Linked DNA regions of Sus scrofa: region 1 is linked to region 2. A link is a contact called in public Hi-C data. All regions are on one chromosome and are shown on one strand. Each heading gives the region's core, a stretch centred on a gene start, on an enhancer-like site or on the middle of the called end of the contact. The rest is flanking DNA. Distances are from core to core; before and after follow the strand shown. Region 1 holds the start of APOD (apolipoprotein D). Region 2 holds the start of PPP1R2 (protein phosphatase inhibitor 2).

Region 1 (6,802 bases), core at 306-2,805, 73 kb after region 2:
GAAAATACAATTAAAATTGCAATGAGGAGTTCTCATGGTGGCTCAGTGGAAATGAATCTGACTAGCATCCAGGAGGACACAGGTTCAATCCCTGGCCTCGCTCAGTGGGTTAAGGATCTGGCATTGCCGTGAGCTGTGGTGTAGGTCACAGATGTGGCTCGGATCTGATGTTGCTGTGGCTGTGGCATAGGCAGTGGCTATAGCTCTGATTGGACACCTAGCCTGGGAACCTCCATATGCCATGGGTATGGCCCTAAAAAGACAAAACAAAGTAATGAGATATTACCATTTACCCACTAGAATGGTTAAAATTAAAAAGACTTGCCATACCAAGTGTTAGCATGTGGAGCAATGGAATGTCTTAGACATTGCTGGTGGGAATGCAAAATAGTGTAGCCACTTTGGAAAGCAGTTTCACAGTTTCATCTAAGGTTAAACACACATAGGCCATATGACCCAGCAATTCCACTCCTAGGTATTTACCCAAGAGAAACATACATTCACATAAAGACTTGCTACATGAATGTTCACAGCAGCTTTATTCTTATCGACCCATATTGTAAACAACCCTAATATCCATCATCTGGTGACTAGATGAATGTGCTGAATACTACAAAGAGTGATAAATCCATAGGGTGGAAAACTACTCAATCAAAAAGGAATGAAATACAGACACCCACCAGAACAGATGAATCTCAGAAACATTATGCTAAGTGAAAGAAGCCAAGTGCAAAAACTACCTGTTGTTTCATTTATATGACATTCTCGAACAGGCAAAACAATAGTGACAGCAAGCAAATCAGTGGTCGCCAAGTGCCAGGGGGTGGGGGAAGGGACTCACTGCAGAGGGCAGCAGGAAACATGAAATGCTCTGTCTTGGGCTGGTGGTGGCCTCCCAAATGGATACATTTGACAACTGAAAATGAGTGAATTTTATTACATGTGTATATTGTATCTCAATAAAACTGATTAAAATATAGATACACAAGATAATGCTACCAGAAAAAAAATAAGCTAGAGGAAGGTTGAGTGTTGATGGGTGAGGAGTGGGAAACAAAGAGAAAATGACAGAGAACCAGAAAGGAAAGACAAAGACACCAGAGATGCAGACAGACACATAAACACAGGGGACAAATCAATCAGCAACAGAGACACATGCAGAGAAAAATAGTAGGAAAGAAAGAAAAAAGGAATAGAAACTCTCAGAAGAGGTGACAAACAATGATAGAATACTATTTGCTATTGCTACCTTTTGGAATGTCAACATGAAAAATAAATGCTGTTACAGTTTTAAAACTACAGATAGGCTCATATAAATTTGAACCTGTACAGTTCTCAGCACTAGAAAGGACCTTGTAGGTTAGCTGGTCAGCCTCTGACACGGAGCAGGACTCCTCTCTGCAGCATCCCCAAAGCATGGAATATGGGCTCTTTCACCTTATCATGTGGGACAAACGTGCTCAGATGTCACCCGGCAGCAGCGGGGTCCAGTGTCCGGCAGCAGTGGCTCTGAGGATGAGCTGGGATATTCCCTCCCAGCTTCTATCCCATTTCCATCTGTGTGGGCTGCCTGCTCCACTTGAGTTATTTGTAGGCTGTGGTCCTATGTCCCTTTGAATCCTCTCTCTCCCAAGTTAAACATTTCCTGTTCCTTTAACTTTCCTCACTCTGTAAGTTTCCCAGGCCCTCAGGCATCCTACCCCACACCCCCTCCCCTCCCTTACTCCCCCCCTCCTTGAGATCTGGCTTGTCAGTGCTCCCTGGGGAGTGCGGTGCCACCATGTGGCAGCGTTGAGAAACTGATCGCATTTCTCCTCTAGGGCACATGGCTTTTAGTAATGCAGTCTAAGCTTCATCCAAAGCTCTCCCAACCTTTGTTGACAAATGACTTTCCAAATTGGGAAATATATCAGATATATAAAAAGCATTGGGTAAAATAATCACCTAATCACCCACCCCTCTGCTTTGGCCATCTAATATGATGCCACATTTGCTTCAGATTTTTAAAGTCACCTTTTCAGAAGTTCCTGTTATGGATCAGCAGAAACGAATCTGACTAGCATCCATGAGGATGCAGGTTCGATCCCTGGCCTTGCTCAGAAGGTTAAGGACCCTGGCCTTGCTCAGTGGGTTAAGGATTGCCGTGGCTGTGGTGTAGGCCAGCAGCTACAGCTCTGATTCAACACCTAGCCTGGGAATCTCCATATGCCTCGGGTGTGGCCCTAAAAAGACCAAAAAAAAAAAAAAAAAAAAAAAAGTCATCTTTTCAGCCACATGTGCTTGAGATATTATAGCTACAACTGATGCCCCCTAGGTTCCCCTCTCACGTTCCTTTCCCACTCTACCCTGGAGAAGCCATTATCAGAACTCCCTGTTAATCTTTCCTATGCATGCTTGTGTACAATCGAATGCATGAATCAGAAAATAATACATAGCATTGTTTTTTTGGGGGGAGGGTGTCTTTTTTTGGGGGGGGGGCTGCACCATGGCATATGTAAGTTCCTAGGCTAGGGGTCAAATCAGAGCTGTAGCAACAGCAACGCCAGATCCAACCTGCATCTGCAACCTACATTGCAGCTCATGGCAATGCCAGATCCTTAACACACTGAGTGAGGCCAGAGATCAAACTCCCATCCTCATGGATGATAGTCGGATTTGTTACTGCTGAACCACAGTGAGGATGCCTATATAGCATTGTTTTACATGAAGTTTCCAACCTCAAATAAATTGTGACACTATATGTATTTTTCTATAACTTTTCAGATTTGATTCATTTTTACTACCATTTAGCAATCAGTTGAATTTTTTACAATGTGTTTATTCATGCCCTGGCGATGGTCATTTAGGTTGTTTCCAACTTTCCAATACAGACAATGTTGCATGAACACTGCCAACACTGTTGACTCCTTGTGCGCCTGTGCGGGAGTCTCTCTAGGGTCAGTAGCTGTGACGGGAATGGTTGAGTCATGGCATGTGTGCATCTCTTCCTTTGCTAGTCATTGCACATTTACTTGTTTAACCATCTGATTCATGCTAGGCTCATGGCCAGCTAACATTATCATATAAACACCTATCAAGCCCATTATGTTTTGTTTTTAAAAAGCAACATTGGGAGTTCCTGCTGTGGCACAGCAGAAACGACTCCAACTGGTATCCATGAGGATGAGAGTTTGATCCCTGGCCTCGATCAGTGGGTTGGGGATCCGGTGTTGCCATGAGCTGTGGTGTAGGTTGTAGATGTGGCTTGGATCCTGTGTTGCTGTGGCTGTGGTATAGGCTGGCAGCTGAAGCTTCGATTTGACCCCTAGCCTGTGAACTTCTACGTGCCGTGGGTGCAGCTCTAAAAAACAAACAAATGAAAAAAGCAACGTCGCACTCACTGAATGGCTCATATATGCAAGACACTGTGCTAGGAACCATGGGCATACAGAAAATTGGAGGTCCTTTGCCTTCAAGGAACTTAACAACTATATGATGGCAAACTGTGGGCAGGGCTTGGTCTATATGTGGAGTATCCTCATTGATGCTAATTATTTATGAAAACCCACTGGTGAGGTGCAGGCTGTGTTATGTGGGAAGGGAAGTGGAAAAGTGAAAAAGGTGACCATGTGCTCCTGCCTGACAATGTCTTTCCTTCAAGCATTTGCTCCCTCATCATTGTTTACCCCTGGGCAGTGCTTCAGTGTTTACAAAATGCTTGCATACATGTTACCTAACTGCTCCTCACTCTCTCCCCCCTGGGAGGCTGAAAGGGCACCTATCATTACCTCACTATAGAAACAAAGGGGCTGGGGCACAAGGGGGAAGAGAACTGTACCCACCATGAGGCCAGAAATGGCAGAGCCCAAGCTAGAACTCAGGTCTCCTGACTCCAATTCGGGGCCTTTCCCCAAATATCACTGACTTCCCAGGAAAACACTTTGGGGGCTCTCTCTCTGTCTGTGCTTATATCAAGCTGAAAGTGAGACACGTTATCAACTAAAGGTCACAACATTAAATCCGGGCCCCCTGACTGGCAAATGCCCTTGACAGCCAGTCAAAGTGCTTCTAGGATCTCCTTTCCCTCTTCCTCTGCAGGTCCTGGTACTCAAATCCCCATGGGAAACAACAATCCCATCTGTGTTTGGAAGCATTTATTTTCTAGAAAACATAATCTTACTACATTTACAAAACTAGGGTACAGACAACAGTAACTACCCACTATCATCCAGTGCATCTCCCCTTTCCCCCTACTGAACCTTTGCTCAGTTCCCTCTCCTGAGTGCCCTCACCTCCATTCCTCCCTATCAGAACCCTACCCATACTCAGAACAAAGTCAGAGGATGGACACCATCCAACCTCAAGACTTACTATAAAGCAACCGCAATCAAGACAGTCTCACCCACATGCCAATGGTCAATTAATCTTAGACAAAGGAGGCGAGAATATACAATGAAAAAAAGATAATCTCTCCAGCAAGCGAGACAACTGCATGTAAATCAATGAAGTTAGGACACACCCTCACACCAGGCCCCCAAATAAACCCAAAATGGCTTATACACTTAAACATAAGACACGACACCATAAAACTCCTGGAAGAGAACACAGGCAAAACATTCTCTAACATAAATTGTACCCAATTTTTTTGTTGTTGTTGTCTTTTTGTCTTTTTAGGGATGCACCCGCAGCGTATGGAGTTTCCCAGGGTAGGGGTCTAATTGGAGCTGTAGCCGCCGGCCTACACCAAAGCCACAGCAACGCAGGATCCAAGCCACATCTGCAACCTACACCACAGCTCACAGCAATGCCAGATCCTTAACCCACTGAGCGAGGTCAAGGATCAAATCTGCAACCTCATGGTTCCTAGTCGGATTTGTTTCTACTGCGCCACAATGGGAACTCCCTGCACCAGTTTTTTATTAGGTCTCCCAAGGCAATAGAAATAAAAGCAAAATAAACTGATAGGAGCTAATCAAACTCACAGCCTTCTGCACAGAAAAAGAAACCATAAACAAAATGAAAAGACAACTTACACAATGGGAGGAAATATTTGCAAACAATAAGACCAACAAAGAGTTAATGTCCAAAATATACAAAGAGCTCATGCAACTGAACAACAAAAAACCAAACAACTCAATTGAAAAATGGGCAGAAGAACTAATGGACGTTTTTCCAAAGAAGACATAAAGATGACCAACAGGCCCATGAAAAGATGTACGACATCACTCATTTTTAGAGAAATGTGAATCAAAACTACAATGAGATACTACCTCATACCGGTCAGAAAGGCCATCATTAGTAATAATACACATACTATGTTTAATGCAGCACTTTTGGCACATACAAAGTGCTTTTATCTTTTTCTTTTTTGGCCACACCCGAGGCATTTAGAAGTTCCCAGGCCAGGGATCGAACCCAAGCCACAGTCACAACCTGTGCTGCCATGGGGGAATTTCCTAGTCAGTGCTTGATGAACATTAGTGATGAATACTTCTATTATCACGGCATGACATTATTCTCGGTTAGAAATGGCTGGCCCAGATGGTCCCCTTTGTAAGGAAAGGTTTGGGGGAGAGCACCTTAAGAGGAGAGGGGTCGCAGAGTTCCTGCTGTGGCAAAACGGGATTGGCTGTGTCTTGGGAGCACTAGGACCCAGCTTCAATCCCCAGTGCGCACAGTGGGTTAAAGATTCCGAGTTGCCACGGCTGTGGCTTAGGTTGCACTTGAGGCTCAGATCTGATCCTTGGCTCAGGAACTCCATATGCCTTGGGGTGGCCAAAAAGAAGGAGAGGGGTCTTTGTGTTTCCCTGAAGGCAAATGCCTCTAATGCAGATGCATGCATATCATCACCAACCCCAAGGCTCTATCAGTTCCTTTGGGATAGCAGCCTGCTGGGTCTGAGAATTAAGAACAGAGAGACACAGGGGCGCCTCCTGCCTCTGAATCAGGGTGACTCAGACACTGGCAGGTGGGTGACAGCCATGCCCTTCCCACCAGTGGTGAAGAGAAACAATCATCAGTGTCAATCTTCTCCTAGAAAAGGTTCTTGACAAAAGATAAAGATTTCTGAGGCAGAGAAAATAAATGATTGGGTTTGCATTAACCACAATCCACCCCAGAGATGCAAACCCTCTTTTGAGCAGGTGAAGGGTGGAAATAACAGGAGAAAGAGAGAGGGTTTTTCCCCTTGCAACTGCACCAAATCTAAGCATTCTCTGCAGGTTTAATTGCCATGTAAACTTCAACTTGATAAACATGTTGCAGAAGTAATAACTGTGACCAGAATGAGAATTTTGAAGAGCAGCAGCCAGCAGATTGTAAATCTATGATAAATGGTTCAAAGGGACTGAAAGGGGCCTGGGATGAGGATGGAGAGCTCTGTTGCCCGGGGGAAATGAGGTCTGGTTATCATGCAGATGTCATGCATAGGATCACTTATTTATCACTTCATCATCAAATGATCCTCTCATACTAAGAGGTCTTAGAAGAAAATGAAACATTTGATCAATCGTAATAGAAAGAAAAAAAAAAAAAAGAGGAGCTCCTGCTGTGGCACAATGGATGGGATCTGCGGTGTCTCGGAAGCCGCTGGGAGGTGGTTTTCATCCCTGGCCCAGCACAGTGGGTTAGGGATCTGGTGTTGCCATATCTGAGACTTAGGTCAAGACTGTGGCTTTGATCTGACCCCTGGCCCGGGAGCTCCATATGCAGGGGGGTGGGGGGAGAAGGGGGCAAAAAATGACCAAAAAGGAAAAAAGAAAATTTACACTAGGTTCTATCTTCTCCACATTTAACTCGTTTTCTGGGTTCCCCATATATAATC
Region 2 (6,776 bases), core at 3,081-5,580:
TCAATTTCTTCCTACTAAAAAGACACACAATCAAAAAGTTTAGAGACCACTGGAATAACATAACTCATGACTTAAAGAAAAATCCCTTAGTAATACCTTTCTATGTTAAATATAATGTTCTGTTAAATAATATCCTCTCTCAACTGATGGGGTGTTGGGTGGTAGGGGAGTGGTTTGTGCAGAAAAGGGAAGCCACCAGTGTATTTTACATGATAAAGGCACCGATAAAAGGTATGGTTATTCGCAGATTGTGTATTTGCAAATTTGTCTGCTTGCTAATTTTTTTTTTTGCTTTTTAGGGCATGTGTAAATTCCCAGGCTTGCAGTTCCCAGAGCTGCAGCTGCTGGCCATAGCCACAGCAACACAGGATCCCAGCCACATCTGTGACCTACACCACAGCGTGGGGTAATGCTAGATCCTTAACGCACTGAGCAAAGCCAGGGATCGATCTCGAATCCTCGTGGATACTAGCTGGGTTCTTAACTTGCTAAGCCACAATGGGAACTTGTGCTAAAATTTATCTCTAACTCCAAAGTCAGAACTTGAGGAGCTTTCTCGGTCTCTTTCAGACATATCTGAGTGGCCCTATGCACAGGTTCCCAGCTTAGGTTAAACAGGGCGATACTTTACCTTTTGTTTTAGCTCTTACTGTAACAAGTGTCTATTTAGAACCATGTGTTTTGCTTTTTGGGTGAACTGGCTGTTCAAAATGGCTGCCGAGGATGGTGTTTAAGTGCTATCTAGTGTTCCTAAGCCCAAGAAGGCTATTATGTGTCTCATGGAAAAAATATGTTAGATAAACTTAATAGTGCTGCTGGCCAGGTGTTCAAATGAATGAATCAACGATATATTTATTAGATATCTTTAAACAGAAACAGAAATTTTAAAAGGTTATAGATTGATTGGTTGATGAAAACGCTGTGACCAGAAGCTTGCAGGAAACTAAGTCTGTTTTCCCCCAGAAGCAACAGTTCAGTATTCACTAATTCAGTGTTTGTGATGACTTTATAGAATGTACCTATTGAGAATAGTAAGAATTGACTTAGATCCCTAATCGTTTCCACATTAATATGAGATTTTTTTGCCTTATACTCTGGTTCCAACATTATTATTAGTTTCTGAATTTTAAGTGCATTGTAATTTAAAGTGCTATTTCTTTTCAGTCCTTTTTATGGAAAGGGAAAATACTGTGTGTAATTCAATTAAATGCTACAAAAAATGTGTTTCAAATTTGTTCAACTTTACTGTGTTTCTGTTCAAAGAGGCGCTCATAAAGTCACTAATATTGTTTGCATGAGCTGTGACATAAATGCTAATGTATACTCTATTACCAAAAGAATTAGTTTCTTTACAGTCATATAACACCTATCATGAAAAAACCCACCCCCTTTTACTACTTAGAACCAAACATCATAAACCTCAAAGAATTAGGGTTTGGTAGCTTCCTTTGAAGAAAAGACTGTAACCTTCTTATTTAGTCAAGTGAATCTAAGTCAACCGTCTTTGGAAAAAGGCCCCTTTTAAGTGAACCTGCCCTGCTAGCAGCTACTGCAAAAGGAGCTGCCCTGTTTAGGTGAGTCAGTGTAGCATAGTGGCTTTCAAGGAAGAAGGATCTGGAGATAAATCCCAGTCAATTACATAAAAGAGGCCAACACACAGAGTGGGGCCACCGGAAATTACAGCAGGCTAAGGCTGAGAGTAAGTAGAAGATAAGGAAGCACAGGAAGATAGAAGAAAATAACAAGCTACATGGTAGCCAAACAAAAAGAAGCTCACACTGGAGAATAGCTAAATAACTTAGATGCCAGTGAGAATCATATTCCTATGCTGAATATCCTGAAGTCACAGAAAAGCCTTCCATAATTTTTGTTTTTAAGACTATCTTGGTCCTCCTGATATAGCTGTGTGCTGATGAGGTTGTTTTCTTTTGGCGACACTGTTTTCCTAATCCCATGAGCTACAACATTTGAAGTGGCTTACCCCAGAGGTTGGAAAATCAAGTGGAGAATATAAGAGAGTCCAAGAGGGTGGGAGTAGGGGAGTTAGTTGCTAAACAAATTAAGGTTCTTTCAAGCCCCCAAAGGCCATGATTCTGAGCTGTGATCCTACCTAATGATTTCTTCGAGGTAACACAAATCCCCATAAATTTACCATCACTAAGCTGTAGTTCCTTTTATAGCCCTAAAATGATCCTTTCAAACAGGTGTGCCCTAGTTCCACTATTCTAAGTTTTCATGAACATCCTCATTTTAGCTTTATGACTTCACAGATTTCAACAATAACTTTTCTTAAGGCTCATTTCCAGAATGTGGAGTCCTTATGAATTTCCTATCTTAAAACACCCAAGCCCCCCAGGACTTCTAACTCAGTGTTATCCATTGACTGCACCTAGGATAGCTTTCTCTTCGCATTAACACCTATTATATTCTTTTTAAAAGGCTGGTCTTTTTTTTCCATTATACTAATGTACCGTAATTAATATTTCACCAGTCCTTCTTAATGGACCTTGGGTTGTTCTCAATTATTTACTATTACATACAATGCTATGAGTCAACATGTTTTCACACACGTGTGTGTTAAGTATGTAAGAGCAACTAAACTATCACTGGATCATTTTAAGTTGGTACTTTCAGAACTGTTCCGAGCTTAAATGTCTTTCAAGAGGAACAAAGACTAGAAAGTGCTCAAGCTCTTGTTGCCGATGCAAAACAGTTAACAATAAGTAGCTTTCCATTAAATACAGATCAAGGACTAGCAAAATTTCGGTTTCTTTTAGTGCGGAGATAATGACAAACCAGGACCCAAGAGAGTGCATGTAGCATGATGCTTTTGATAATGTTCACCTAAAAAGGAATGACTGCGGAAGAAGAGCAATTAGGAAAATGGAGAAATTATCTCTTTTTCGGAGAGTCTCTTATTAGCTTGAGACTAGATCTTAAAGGGTACCCAAGCCAAGAAACACACTTTTTGATTACTGAGGACTTTCAGACACTCGATTAGGAGGTGAAGAAATAATAAATGCCTAACAGGTGAAGCTTTGAAATTTCCGTTTGATTCTTTAATATTCCCAGTTTCCAAAAGCTCAAAGATCATGACATACGTTTTAAAAATATTATATATGGGTCCATACTTTAAAAAAGAGAAAGAAAAACCCAGTAAATGCCACAACTCCTGCCTACTTCAAAATCACTCCACCCATCTGCCCAGCCGGCGGAGGGAGACCCGAGCAGCGCCGGGGCCGTACCTACGGGGCCGCCCCGCCTGCCGGCCCGCACTCGAACTCTAGGTCCGGGGTCGGTCTGCGGGTCGGCAACGGCAGCAGGGGGAGGGCGAGGCCGCCCGGGCCGGGAAGGAGGGGTTTCCCAGGCTGCCCCGGACGACCAGCGGCCGTCCCTCGCGGCTCTCACCTCAGCTCTTCGTCAACACTCCTGCCGGGCTGTTCGGCCGAGGCCACCATAGAGGAAGTCGTAGAACTCTTGTTCTTCAAGATCCCCTTGATGGGCCGGTGCGAGGCCGTCGAGGCCGCCATTGCCCGCCGCTCCGGCGGTCGGCTCAGCGTCGCTGCTTAGCGTTGGGTCCAGGAAGGAAAAGGCTGGGCGCGAGCAGAGACTCGCCAGGCAGCCGCCGAGCCCGCTTGGGGCTGAAGCGGCTGCACCTGCTGTCGCGGAGACACCCACCAGAATCGTTGTCACGACACGACTCGGACGCTCAGGCGTCTCGCCGACCCCGCGTGGCTGGCGGCCCTTCGCGCGCCCTTGTCCACCGGCACTTTATCCGTGGCCCGCGGAATGAAGGCGGCCTAGCGCCACAGCGCCGGAGCGACGCCGACGCCGAAGCCAAGCGGGCCCGCCCTCTCGCGATATCTAGGGCGGGGCGGGGGCGGGGCCAGAACAATGCCAACCTCCTCGCCCCGCCCTCTCTGGTCTGCTGGGTGGGCTCGCCCCTTCCGCGGAGTTGAACCCAGGAGCTGTTTCAAAGAACCTTGGAGAGGTTTCTGGCGTGAGTCGTTACAGAGTTGTGCATCTCTCTGAAGCTCCCTCGCTCCCACCAGTTCATGAGGTTCATATTGTTTTATTTCTGTATTTTATAGATCTGAAAATTGAGGCTCGAAAGTGACATCATTCTCCCAAAATATTGACTTTGAGAGAAATGGAGTTTCTTTCCGTTTAACTAGCATAAAAAACTGAACCCTCCATTATAAACTCATGAAATATCAGCATTGGATTGGTCCTTAGAGACGTATTGTGAGATCGTATTGACTTTTGTGAAGTCATAGAACATCAGCTTTGAAATAATCCAACTTCTTCTTACCATTGGAAAAGCTGAAGGATAGAGGAAGTGACCTGACCACTGCTGTCACACAACCTATCTTTAAAGTGTCGTCATAGAACTTGAAACTTCTTCTAGTCTGATATTTCCCCATTTTACCACCTTCTCCCTCTTTGTTGGTAATCCCATGGAAGGTATCTATGGCAGGAATTCCTAGAATTGTGGTTTATAACCTGTCTCCCCCCACATCTTGGGAACTCTTTGTAGCATAACCAGCTGTCTAACACTGGCTGAAATAGGCCAGAAGCCTTAGGAACTATCTAGCTCTTAATAAGATGAGTCCCAAATGAGGAAAAAGAGGGCAGAGGCAACAACTCTCTGGCACACACTCTCCCCAAGTTCTCTCTGCCTGAGTGTGAATGAAAGATACCAGGGAAGACTTTGATGAAAGCGAAGAGACCTCAGGCTCTAGGGTGTCAGGATGTGTTGGTTTCCTGGTTGCGGGTGCTGTGGCTCTAGTAAGGAGAAGTGGATTCTTGAAAAGGACAGGAATTTGAAGCTCTGGGAACAATCTCAGAACTAGGCTGTATCTAAAGTCAAGCTGGGGTCGGGGGGAGGGGGTGTTTACTCCAGCCACCCAGGCTCTCTGCATGCAGCACTCACACTGAAGTTGTACAGGTGGGAAATGTGGAGGTCTCAGAGATTTAAGCAAGTCGCCTTCTGTTATGGGTTGCATCATGTCTCCCTAAAATTAAGCTATGTTAAATCTCTGACACTCAGTACCTCAGAATGTAAACTTGTTTAGAAATAGTGTCAATGTATATATATATATTTTTTTTTTTTTTCTGGTCTTTTTAGGGCCACATCCATGGCATGTGGAAGTTCCCAGGCTAGGGGCTGAATAGGAGATGCAACTGCTGGCCTACGCCACAGCCACAGCCACACGGGATCCAAGCTGTGTCTGCGACCTCTACCATAGCTCACTGCAATGCCAGATCCTTAACCCTCTGAGCAAGGTCAGGGATCAAACCTGCATCCTCATGGGTACTAGTCATATTCATTTCCACTGAGCCACAAAGGGTACTCCATGGAGATCTAATTGGTTAAGATGAGGCTGTACTGGAGTAAGGTGGGCCCCTAATCTAAAATGACTGATGTCCCTATAGGAAGAAGGCCATGTGAAGACAGAGGATTGGGGTGATGCATCTACAAGCCAAGGGCCACCTGGGGCTAGCCAAAGGTGGCAAAAGCATGGAAAAGACTTCCTTTAGTGCTCTCAGAAGGAACCAATCCTGCTGACACCTTGATCTTGGACTGCTAGTCTCCAGACTGAGAGACATTACATTTCTATTGTTTAAAACCACCCAACGTGTGGTTCTGTGATGGCAGCTTTATATACCCACCCACCTCCCCACCCCCACCCCCAGCTCCTACCCTTAGTCCCCAACCCCCTCATCACCAGGCTCTTTCCCATCACCCCTTCCTTGGTCAGGCTGCCTCATAATCCTCATGACAGGCCAGAGCAGAGCAGACTAGTCCATCCAGAATTGCCACCTCCGGTGGACCAGCCCCGGTGGATTCACAGACTACCATTTTGGGAAGGGACCTTGTCAATCCTACCAGGTAGCTAACCAGTCTCTTCTCCAACAACTTCAGTGGCCAGGAGCTCACTACCCCACAACACAACTCATTTTATCTTTGGGCAGCTCTGACTCAGAAAGTTCTTCCTTAGATTGAACTGACACCTGTTTCCTAGCCTGGTCTGGCCTTTGATGTAGGGGGTGGGAGAAGAGAAGGTGGAGGTACTTTAACTTCCCCCCATGGCAGCGATCTCACAAAAATCTCCTACTCCTTCACCCCAAATGTCCTCTCCCTTAACACAGGGTCTGTGCCTTGAGCAACACTCAGCTCATTGCTTTAGAACTCTGCTCCTCAGGAACGATTGCAGGGTTCCTGAAAACGACTCTGTTTTTATTGCCTGGCCCCCGGTTTGTAGCTGAGTTCCTGGTATGGAACAAGGCCTCAGGAAAGGCAAGATTGCTGAATGGAGACAATGGAGGGGGAAGTGAGCAGGAAGTGCAGGAAGGCGACAGCTTTGCTAGTCAGCACTGCAGGTATTCTCCAAGGATCTCCCCAGGCAGAGGCCTTCACAGCCCCCCTTGGCTCCTCCCCCTCCTGGCCCCACTTCTGTTCCTAGCCACAGGTCTTCCACTGCCCAGTGGTTCTGATGTCATACCCTGGCAGTCCCTGCCAAGCTCCTGGGAGAGAGAGAGGGTTCTCTTTGAGGGGGAAGCTGGACGGCCGTCTCCCTTCCTGAGTTCTTTCCATCCAAGTTTCCAACACCTGCATTGCCTCTTCTGCCTTGTCAGCAGGAGCCCAGTTCAGTGGCGGTAATCCTGTTTTCAAGAGAATACACAAAACTTCCTTTCATGTTGTAAATTACTGGGCAGATTTGCTTGGTTCCTGCTTGGGGCCAGCAGTCATCTCCCTGGACCTAACTGTGACT

What was found. Hi-C and Micro-C count contacts between places; a contact is called where the count stands out from the background.
Region 1: a Hi-C map of embryonic fibroblasts shows a contact between it and region 2, with 1.9 times the contacts expected there. The contact joins the promoter of APOD here to the promoter of PPP1R2 in region 2. A contact is called at or near these places in 6 of 47 Hi-C or Micro-C datasets (embryonic fibroblasts, fetal heart ventricle, fetal skeletal muscle and 3 more).

What each region holds. Positions count from the first base shown.
Region 1 is chr13:132,561,039-132,567,840 of Sscrofa11.1, forward strand. It overlaps APOD (apolipoprotein D), which reads right to left and starts at 1,556. Exons shown (of 7, transcript XM_021070086.1): 1 at 1,438-1,556.
Region 2 is chr13:132,485,160-132,491,935 of Sscrofa11.1, forward strand. PPP1R2 (protein phosphatase inhibitor 2) reads right to left here and starts at 4,331. Exons shown (of 6, transcript XM_021070085.1): 1 at 3,409-4,331. The coding sequence starts at 3,530.